Regions from separate parts of the Mus musculus genome. Here region 2 is linked to region 1. Evidence: chromatin contacts called from public HiChIP or PLAC-seq data. All regions are on one chromosome and are shown on one strand. The core of a region is the stretch at or near the end of the contact, and the rest is flanking DNA. Distances in the headings are between cores, read along the strand shown. Region 1 overlaps Tmcc1 (transmembrane and coiled coil domains 1). Region 2 overlaps Zfp239 (zinc finger protein 239).

Region 1 (5,409 bases), core at 1,099-3,598:
GGTGAATCCAATGCCCTCTTTTGGCCACCATGGACACTGCACACCTGTGACATGCAGATGAAACACCCATACACTAATAAATAAAATAAAATAAAATAAAATAAAATAAAAATTCAGTTAACAAGGAGGAGAATGTGGTTAAGAGTTAGGGACATTGGGCCCTTCTGTTTGCTTTAATAGAGTCACAGGCTCTAGTATTTTTATACATAGAAATACTTAGTGACAACATGGTGTCAAAGACTTTGCATGCTGCATCAACTCCTTTCTCCATCATCTGAGAGAGTCTGGGAGTGACAACTTTCCAGGAGCAAATAAGCACACCCAACAACCACACCATGGCTTCTAGGATTTATAGGACTGGACTAGAAAACCTACAGGCTGAGTCTTGGACATCTCACACTGTAGGAAAATGAGAAATGAAACACATATATACAACAGTGGGACATGTAAAGAAGCTGAGCAAAAGAGCTCCTGGAGCTTGAACAGTCTGACAAACAAAAATAAGTGAACTTTTCACTCCTAAGTGACCTGGGCATACTGACTTTTTCCCAGGCAGGTAATACAGATTAACATCAACACTGAATTGCTACAGTCTTGACAGCTGGTAAGAATAATATTCTAGGTGTTTGGAAAGATGACTACGTGGTTAAGAGCACTTAGTAGAAGACTCACATCCAACTGCCTGTAACTCTCGCTTCAGAGAATCTGATGCCTACTTCTGGCCTCCACAGGTAAATGCACTCAAATGGACATACCCAAACCCAAACACATACACATACACAAGTTTTTCTAAAAAATTATGTTTAACCTCTGTGATCTTCCTTCCAAAGCCACATTACACACCTGTCTAACTATGACAGAAACAGACAAACCCTAATTGAAAGGCATGCTACAAAAACATCTGAGCAGTCATTTCAAAAGTATAAGAAATGACTGGGAAATTATCCCAAGCAAAAGAAGAGGGGAGATGGAAAAACTACTGAGTGTAATGAGGTATCCTTGGTGGGATCTAGGGATTGGAAAGGGGCATTAGGAAAAGGGCTGGAAAGAGAGAATTTAATAATAATCTATTAATATTGATTCATTAAATGTAACAAAAGCACATTAATGTAAGATGCTGAGGCCGGGCGTGGTGGTGCACGCCTTTAATCCCAGCACTCAGGAGGCAGAGGCAGGCGGATTTCTGAGTTCGAGGCCTGCCTGGTCTACAAAGTGAGTGCTAGGACAGCCAGGGCTACACAGAGAAACCCTGTCTCAAAAAAAACCAAAAAAAAAAAACAAAAAAACAAAAAACAAAAACAAGATGCTGATAAAAGAGAAAACAGTACAAGAGAGTCAAGAATTCTCAGTTCTAGCTTCATAATACTTCTGGAAATCCAATAGTACCCTTAAAATAAGTTTAATTTTAAAGAATTAAAAAAAAAAAACACTTTGTGATGGAATATATGCCTGCTATTTTACTCAGTGGATCTGAGACACAGAAACACAGAGACAGACAGACATGTACACACAGAAGGAGACAAACACATACACAGTCACAAACACACACATACACATACACCAAAAGAAAAGCTATAAATGTTACTTGGTAGTAGAGTGCTTGCCTAGCATGCACAAGGCTCTGGGTGCGATCCCCAGAACCACAAAAGAAAAGAAAAATGCCTAAAATATGATCTTTGCTTTCATGAAGGTCTCAATGTGAAGTAGTGATAGTGCATGAAACAGAATATAAGAAAGCATTAAAGGACAGAAGTGACAGTGGAGAGACATAAAGTCTGCACCTGATCACAGCCAAAAGTCTGAGAAGTGGTAGGAGTATAAAGTGGTAGGAGTATAAAGTGGTAGGAGTATAAAGTGGTAGGAGTATAAAGTGGTAGGAGTATAAAGTGGTAGGAGTATAAAGTGGTAGGAGTATAAAGTGGTAGGAGTATAAAGTGGTAGGAGTATAAAGTGGTAGGAGTATAAAGTGGTAGGAGTTTTAAGCGAAGGCTTCAGGAAGAAGATCAAACTTGAGTTTGCATCATAACATATACTTCAGGGCACCAAAGTGAAGAAGTGATAAACAGAAACATATATAAGAACAATCCATATAGTAAAGTAACTAGAAAAAGGCAAACAGAAATGAAAAAAATAGAAAATGTAAAAACATCTCCCTTTGATAGAAAAACAAACAAAAAGCATCCCTAAAATGTAAAAAGTTGAATGGCAACACAATGGCAATGCTCAAATACTTTAAGAGCCATGTGGCAAAAATAATCATCATGCACCCATTTAACACACAAGTGACTTCTGTAAGATGTGACCAATAGTCAAGGCAAAGAAAGTGACAGCTGTTCCCTAGAGCCATAACAGGAAATACCAAGAGGGAAAGACAGGAAGCAGGTGGCCAAGTTTTTCTCAACTTTTCACAGGACCGGATACATATATTGCTACTTTTTGTCCCATGCATGTCCTTACCTACAAGTCACCTTAATATTCACAGGAAGCTATAAGCATTTATTAATGTGATGTAGACTTAATGTAACAATAGAATTAAAGTCTGAATGAAGCTAGCAATCCATCGGAATTCTCCATTTCCCACACTCTGCTAGAGATTAGGTAACTATTTTTAAAAGCAAAGGGTTTGGAGGCCTGCATATCTGCATAAAAATTCCTTTCTCCTGTTTCTTCCTCCAGTGAAGCTCGGAGTCTCCAAAAACTCTAAATGATTATATATACAAAAAATGCACACTATTTTCTGAGCAGTTTAAAGGGTTGTCAAGTACAGTTTGCACTCTATGTGAGTGATTTTTGTCCACACACCAATGTTGAAGCCTAAGCCTGGAATGAGGTACAACCACCTGCAGGTTCCCTCCCAGGTAAAAAGATCAATCTCACAGAACGAATATTGTAATAGTTACATTTATAACAGCATAGACTACCTGGAAGTCATGAATTTTTTTATCATTAAAGCTGTTCATATATAGGCTAGAAAACCACTCTGAACATTTAAAGAAAGCAACTACGTGAGAATTATTTTTTTTTAACTTGTAAGATTTTATAATAACTAGGCATGGTGGTGAACAGACAGAAGCTCTGAGCTCTTCAAGGCCAGCTTGGTCTACATAGCTCTAGAATAGCAAGGGCTACAGAGAGAAACCCTGACTCAAAAAAAAAAAAAAATCTCAGCCGGGTGTGGTGGTGCATGCCTTTAGTCCCAGCACTCGGGAGGCAGAGGCAGGCAGATTTCTGAGTTCGATGCCAGCCTGGTCTACAGAGTGAGTTCCAGGACAGCCAGAGCTATACAGAGAAACCCTGTCTCAAAAACACAAAAACAAAAAAAATTCTTTAACAAGATTTTTTACAATTGATGGGGAACAGCAATAAACTAGTGGAATATAACAGGATGAAAAGACCCAAAGGTTGGGCCAGTGAAATGGCTTAGTGAATAAAGGTGCTTACTGCTAAGCCTCCTCTGACCTCCACACACATGCCATGCTATACATGGAGTACATACATACATACATACATACAGGCACAAAAGCAAGAAGAGCATGGTGTATGGGGACTTCGATGCAAGGAACATGGTCATTTCTTCACACTTCCACCTGTCAGAAAAGCTCTTCCATCTTTCAGGCCATAATTCAAGTTCTCCCTAGCAAGGCTTCTCTCAGCAACCCTCCACCTAGCCCCTAGTTACTTGTCACACTAGTGTTTTCTTTGTTTTGTTTGTTGTTTGTTTGTTTTTATCATAATCCTCATTAGGGACCTGCAAACTTTTTCTATAGAAATCTAGTTTCAGCTTGCCCCAGGTTTCTAAGTGGCTTGTAAACCAAGATTAGTTTTACATGTTTACATGGTTGAAAGAGGAAAGGACGAGCATTTCATGATATGTGAAAATTCAAACTTCAGGGTCTAAGTTTAACTGGAAAATAGACATGCCAGTTTACTTTCTGTCTGTTGCTGCACATACTGAAACAATAACTGCATGGCTACAACAGAGGCTGTGTGCCTCAAAGCTAAAATATTTACTTTCTTCTTCACAAACAAACAAACAACAAACCCAAAGCGCTTACTGCCTGCTGTCCTCTAGTCACTGAAATGGTCATGCCTGCTTATTTGTTGTCTATGCCTCTGCTCCACACCCAGAATGCAGCTCACTGAGGCAGAAGCCTTGTTCTGTTCCTTTATTATAATCTAAAAAGAATTCTGGGCCAGAGTAAAGGCTCAGTAAATATCTGGTGAATGAGTGAATGGTTCATAAATGTTCTTGGGTTTATGCTTTCTCCTATAGAAAAGGGCTATCATTCCAGTAGAGATGAACCAAACAGTTCAAATTGCTGGTGTTCACCAACTAGTCCAAGACACTGAAACTCCAAGAGGTTTATGCTCATGAAAGACTCAACAACTGAGAGGTGACATAACACTGTCACTGTTTGTGCTTCTGTTTATCTTAAGATGCAAATACTCTGAGAAATCTCATTTCCTATACAGAGTACATGGTACTGATATCCCGTCAAGTCTTTAATAAGCGTCCATAATGACAAGATATCTAGATCATGTGCTAATGAATTTTTAATATCTAGAATTTTCCTATGGGGCTCATCAACTATCTAGTCTGTAAGCAGATGAGAATTCTTTAGAAATTAAAAGGTTACCACCCACAAACCAGAAGCAGCTTTTTAATCTTTCTCTACTAGCCAGAGAGTGGGTGTGTAAGTTCAAAAAACACAACCAATTCTGTTGGTGGAGGGCAAGGTACTGTTGATCTAAAATCCCACCTCTAAGTATCTCTGTTACGAGACACTGATAAAACTACCACCCACTCACAATTTCAGTCTCAATCTGTAAATGAAAGTTGGGGGGTAAGACCCCAGGTCCTGGAGGATTTTATATCTTACCATTTCTATTAAGGTTTTCCTCCAAGCTTTGTGACAATTTCTTTATGCAAATTCTATACACTCAAAGACAAAGGTTTAGTTTAATTTCTAAAATTTAAGATACAGGACAGGGAGAGGAACAAATCAAACTTGTGCTATATTCTAAAGTTGTTACCTGCTTTTTCAATCTTGGGGTTTTTACTGTGTTTGTTTTCTTTCTATTTTTCTTTTTTCCTTAAAAGAAAAGCCAATTTAGGAATTCCAGGGACGCATGTGCACATGGATCTTTTGACAACTATGTCAGGCTATGACAACAACCATTTTAGAAGGGGTGCATGGTAGTCGTTTTTTTTTTTTTTCCAATAAAACCTAAGCCTGGACATTGGTTATGATCTATGAAGACTAAGGTAAAACGTGACACCAGAGCACAGAGAGATATTCTCCAAGAGCTCAAGTGGGCTACCTCCAGAAGCCCCAGCAGCAGATCCAGTAGGGGAACCTCCATCAACGCTGTCCAGGGATGGAGTGGGACAGACACTGAATCACTGGA
Region 2 (5,409 bases), core at 975-3,474, 1.7 Mb after region 1:
TCTGCCAGTGTTGTTAGAATTATATTCTACATTTTTTAACTGCAAGAACTCTGTATTTTTCCAAGCACAGCATGGTTCCCTTCATTCATATTCTCTGAGAAATTGGAATTCATGTTTCCTCTGAAATTATGTGCCTTGTTTTTCATATTCCATTTAAGTCCTAAATAGCTCTCTTTAAACTGTGACCGTCCAATGTGTTCATTTGAGGGTGGGGTGGGGGAGCTGGAGGTATAACGGGCATGGTGACCTGTTGTGTTTAGTACAAAAATGTGCATCAGTTTGCACTCACACTACAGGAAGTGCTCCCCACATACTACTATGGTGGAAAGTCCACTCAGTCCCTCCTCTCTGGCAGCTGTTCAGGAATGTAAATAATTAGTTTTTAACGAGTGAAGGTAGTTTCTTGGGGATGCTTCCATGATAAAAACAATGGAGAAATCCTGAAGCAACAGAGCCAAAATAGGAGAGTAAACCTAGCATTGGGTGCTACGGAGAATAGATGATCCAGTGGAAGAGGAGAAACAGTACGTGGGGAACATGAGGCAGCCAATTAGAGGCTTCAGAAATGTGAAGAATATGTGGCAGCCAATCAGAGGTGTCAAAAACATGGGAACCATGTGGCTGTCAATCAGAGGCTCTGAAACCATACTAAGACTGATAAAGTGGCCATGTGGATCAATGAAACAAAAAATAAAACTCACTTCAACATGTCAGCCCACACGACTACAGGCTACAGCTACCAGGCTTTTTTTTTTTTCCTTTAATATTTATTTATTAAACCGGGCGTGCTGGAGCACGCCTTTAATCCCAGCACTCGGGAGGCAGAGGCAGGCGGATTTCTGAGTTGGAGGCCAGCTTAGTCTACAAAGTGAGTTCCAGGACAGCTAGGGCTATACAGAGAAACCCTGTCTCGAAAAAAAAAACAAAAACAAAAACAAAAACAAAAAAAACCAACAAAAAACAAAAAGATTTATTTATTATATGTAAGTACACTGTAGCTATCTTCAGACATTCCAGAAGAGGGAGTCAGCTCTCTTTTTTTTTTTTTTTTTTTTTTTTTTTTTGGATTTTTCGACACCACGCCCGGCTGGGAGTCAGATCTCTTTAAGGATTTTAAGGAAGGTTGTAAGCCATCATGTGGTTGCTGGGACCCGAACTCAGGACCTTCGGAAGAGCAGACTGTGCTCTTAACCGCTGAGACATCTCCCTAGTCCCTCTACCAGGCTTTTTTCAAAGATCCCCCAAAATAATCATTGGTAAAAAGACATCTCTTCAACAAGTAGCACAGGGGAACTAGAGTCCAATGTCTCACTCTGCCCCAAAGTCAACTCTAAGAAGTCGTGGGCTTTTTCTTTTTTCTTTTAGGCACGGTTTCACTGTGTTCTGATTGCACAGGCACTCACTATGTGGGTCAGGCTTACTTCATTGATTAACACATTGTCTAAAAGTGTTAATCAGTGTCTAAAAGAAAAAAGAAAGAAACCACAAAATGGCTGATATCAGTTCTCTTCTGAAAAGTCAGAGCAATGTGAAGAGCAGGAAAGGCCTTACACCTATTTCAGTCCTCCTGCCTCAGCCTTCCAAGCAGCTGGGATTATAGACACCCATTGTCTTCTGCTATACTCAGCAAGGAGCAAATAGTATTTGTAACCAGAGAAGTCCACAGAGCCCCTAAAAATCCCAGCACTTGGGAGGCAGAGGCAGGTGGATCTCTGAGTTCAAGGCCAGCCTGGTCTACAGAGTGAGCTCCAGGACAGCCAGGGCTACACAGAGAAACCCTGTCTGGAAAAAAAAAAAAAAAAAAAAAAAAAAAAAAAAACCTAAAACAAAAACAAATCAGAAACAAAAACAAACAAACAAACAAAAAAACAGAAGGCTTTCAGAATCATGCAGAAATGCCTGGCCTCTGTCACCATGACAGTGAGAGCAAAGATGAGGTGAAGCCAGCTGCAGGTGACAATCTGAATTCAAGTTCAATCTCCCAATCCCACATGGTGGAAGGAGAGATGCTAAACAAGAGAAAGGGGCAGGCTTGGGCAACAGACAAGGTTTGATCACATAGTTTAGGTCTTCTGAACATTTAAGAGGATATGCAGACAGAATGGATGGAGCATAACTAGAGAGATTACCAAGAAAGATCGGCCCCCAGGGAGGACTGATGAGAACACTGCTCAGAGAGGAGGCTGAGACAGAGAGTGAACACAAGACAGGAAGTGCTAACAGACCATACAACCCAACCATTCAGACATGGGAAGAAAGGGTTAGACCTGTGTATGACGAGGAAGGACCTTAAAGAGCATGTGGCACCCTGGAAGTCAAGGAAAAGAATCAAAAGAAAAAGCAATCAATGGGCTAGAAGACCATGTGCAAAATGACAGACTTAGTCCTGGGAAGTCACCTCTGATATCTAGTGAAATATTAAGAGACAGGACAAAGCTAAGGCTTTTAGTCCCTCCCATGCGGCTGACCTCTGGTTCATCTTCACACAGAGACAGGAAGCAAGACTAACTATAAAAAGCCTTTAGTGTGACTGAGGTCATGTGAACCCTGTACAAGTCACACTCTATTGCTGAACAAGCACCACCTTTCACCTATCTAGGGATGACAAATGGTGTGCCTAGGAGGAAACAGCCATACCTATGTTCTAAAGGACAAACTCAAACACAGTAATTAAGTCTGGAACTTTTTTTTAAAAATCTACATAAAGAAGGCTAAGAATGTAGCTATGGCCTAGTGAGGCATTCTTTTTTGTTTGTTTGTTTGTTTGTTTTCTTTTTTGTTTTTTGGTTTTTTGAGACAGGGTTTCTCTGTATAACCCTGGCTGTCCTGGGACTCACTTTGTAGGCCAGGCTGGACTCAAACTCAGAAATCTGCCTGCCTCTGCCTTCTGAGTGTTGGGATCAAAGGCGTGCGGCTTTAGTGTGGCATTCTTATACCCAATCAACCAGAGAGAAAGAGGCAGGGAGGATCAGAAGTTCAGTTATCTACAAAACGTGGAGGGATACATAAATTACAAAAAAGAGGGCTGGCAAGATGGCTCAGCAGGTAAGAGCACTGACTGCTCTTCTGGAAGTCCTGCGTTCAAATCCCAGCAACCACATGGTGACTCACAACCACCCATAATAAGATCTGACGCCCTCTTCTGGTATGTCTAAAAACAGCTACAGTGTATGTATAATAATAAATCTTTGGGTCGGAGCAAGCAGGGACTGAGCGAGCACAGTTGACAGGAGCAAGTGGGGCTGACCGGAATAGCAGAGGTCCTAACAAAATTCAACTCCCAACAACCACACGAGGGCTCACAACCATCTGTACAGCTACAGTGTACTCACATACATATAGTAAATAAATCTTTAAATAAAATAAAATAAATTACAAAAAAGAAACTGTAGACCCCAGATACATTTCCTGGAGAACTTGATAAGAAATTAAGGAATAATTAGTGGAGAACAATAAGGAGTGGAGAGATGGCACAGCAGATAATGCTTGTCACCAATCCTGGTGACCTGAGTTTGACCTCCAGAACCTGAATGTGAATGTGGAAGAAACCCTAGACACACACACACAAAAGTAAATTTAATTTAAGCCAGGTGTGATGGCACAAGTCTTAAATCCTAGCACTCAGGAGGCAGAGGCAGGCAGATAACTGAGTTCAAGGCCATCCTGGTCTATAGCATTCCGGGACAGCCTTGGCTACACAGAGAATCCCTGTCTTGAAAAACAAAAGCAAACAAAACAAAAACCCCAGCATCCCTTAGGAACTTGTGAAAGGTTTTTGGTCTCCAAAAGAAGACTCTCCCCCAGCTATTCGGCTATAGCATTATGGTGTAATCTGCATAATTTGTCCACCCTAATCTCTCTCTCCACAATCCTCCATCCTCCACTATTCTCACTATTCTCTCCCGTCTTCCCATTCCCTAGCCCTGGCTATGTCCTGTCTGCTTTCTTTTTTCTCAGCTCTGGACTCTTCCAGGTGCCTCTGGATATTTTCTCTATGTTGCCCACAATAAAAACCTTACCCCTTCTTTACTGAACCTTCTCAAATACATGTAGCAACATCCTATCTCAAAAACTAAAATTCTGCCTGGCGTGGTGGCACACGCCTTTAATCCCAGCACTCGGGAGGCAGAGGCAGGCGGATTTCTGAGTTGGAGGCCAGCCTGGTCTACAAAGTGAGTTCCAGGATAGCCAGGGCTACACAGAGAAACCCTGTCTTGAAAAAACAAAACAAACAAACAAAACTAAAAGTCTATGGGCTGGTAAGATGACTGAGTTATTAAGAACACTGGTTGTTCTGGCAGAGAACACAGATTTGGTTCTCAGCACCTACATGATTGCTCACTACCATCTGTAACTCCTGTTCCAGGAGACTAAAAAACATTCATACACATAAAACAAGTAAACCTTTTAAAAAACAAAAATCTAAAATAATGTGTACGTAAAATAATCTGTACATAAAATAACCAACAAATAAGGTCACCAGATACAAGTTCAATATGCAACTACCTAGATTTCCACATACTAATAATACTCAAATGCAAATAATTTTTGTATGCCAAAACAGGAAAAATCCCCATAGATGACCAACATTGCTGAGAAAAATTAAATTATACTTAAGTGCAATGCATGCCTTTGACTCCAGCATTTGGGAGGCAGAGGAAAGAGGTTCTCTGTGAGTCCAAGGCAGCCCAGTCTACATAGTGAGCTCCACCATAGCCAGGGTTATGTAGAGAGACCCTGTCTCAAAACAAAAACAACAACAAAAGACAAAATGTTCATGAATTGTTAATATCAATGTGACTGTTCTAAGTCAATCTATGGATTTAAAGCAATACAAAATTTCATCAGTTTGAGGGTAGAGATAAGGAAAGAATTGACAATTATAAAGTTTACACCAGCCAGGCATGGTGGCACCTGCCTTTAATCCCAGCACTCAGAGGCAGAGGCAGGCAGATTTCTGAGTTCGAGGCCAGCCTGGTTTACAAAGTGAGTTGCAGGACAGCCAGGGCTTACAGAGAAACCCTGCCTCAAAAAATAAATAAATAAAGTTTACACCAAAATAAAAAGGATTAACTGGTCAAGGCAGAAAACTAATGCCTACCGAAATACATATTTGTTGTCTATTTGCTTGAGACAGGGTTTCTCTGTGAAGTTCCAGCTGTCTTGAAACTCATTCTATAAACCAGGCTGACCTCAAATTAAAAAAAAAAAAAAGACCCTCGCCGGGCGTGGTGGCGAACGCCTTTAATCCCAGCACTTGGGAGGCAGAGGCAGGCGGATTTCTGAGTTCGAGGCCAGCCTGGTCTACAAAGTGAGGTCCAGGACAGCCACGGCTACACAGAGAAGCCCTGTCTCGAAAACCCCCCCAAAAAAAAAAAAAAAAAGAAAAAAAAAAAAAAAGAAAAAAGA

What was found. HiChIP or PLAC-seq counts read pairs in DNA pulled down with a chosen protein or histone mark.
Region 2: an H3K27ac HiChIP or PLAC-seq map of large pre-B cells shows a contact between it and region 1, with 6 times the contacts expected there. The contact joins two enhancer-like sites. A contact is called at or near these places in 7 of 39 promoter capture datasets (the C10 cell line, cranial neural crest, embryonic stem cells and 4 more) and 3 of 115 datasets of contacts at active chromatin or transcription factors (embryonic stem cells, large pre-B cells and pancreatic cancer cells).

Annotation. Positions count from the first base shown.
Region 1 is chr6:116,187,268-116,192,676 of GRCm38.p6, forward strand. The region is part of intron 1 of Tmcc1 (transmembrane and coiled coil domains 1); the gene reads right to left. Among named protein-coding and RNA genes, the nearest start is that of Tmcc1, 3.4 kb to the right of the region's middle. Within about 2 kb of position 2,349, at least 11 of the 459 cell types and tissues checked have an H3K27ac peak or open chromatin away from gene starts, as enhancers often do. A contact at or near this core is called in pre-B cells, where this site is marked.
Region 2 is chr6:117,872,582-117,877,990 of GRCm38.p6, forward strand. It overlaps Zfp239 (zinc finger protein 239), which reads left to right. Exons shown (of 4, transcript NM_001001792.2): 4 at 1-185. Among named protein-coding and RNA genes, the nearest start is that of Gm38882, 4.3 kb to the right of the region's middle. Within about 2 kb of position 2,225, at least 38 of the 459 cell types and tissues checked have an H3K27ac peak or open chromatin away from gene starts, as enhancers often do. A contact at or near this core is called in pre-B cells, where this site is marked.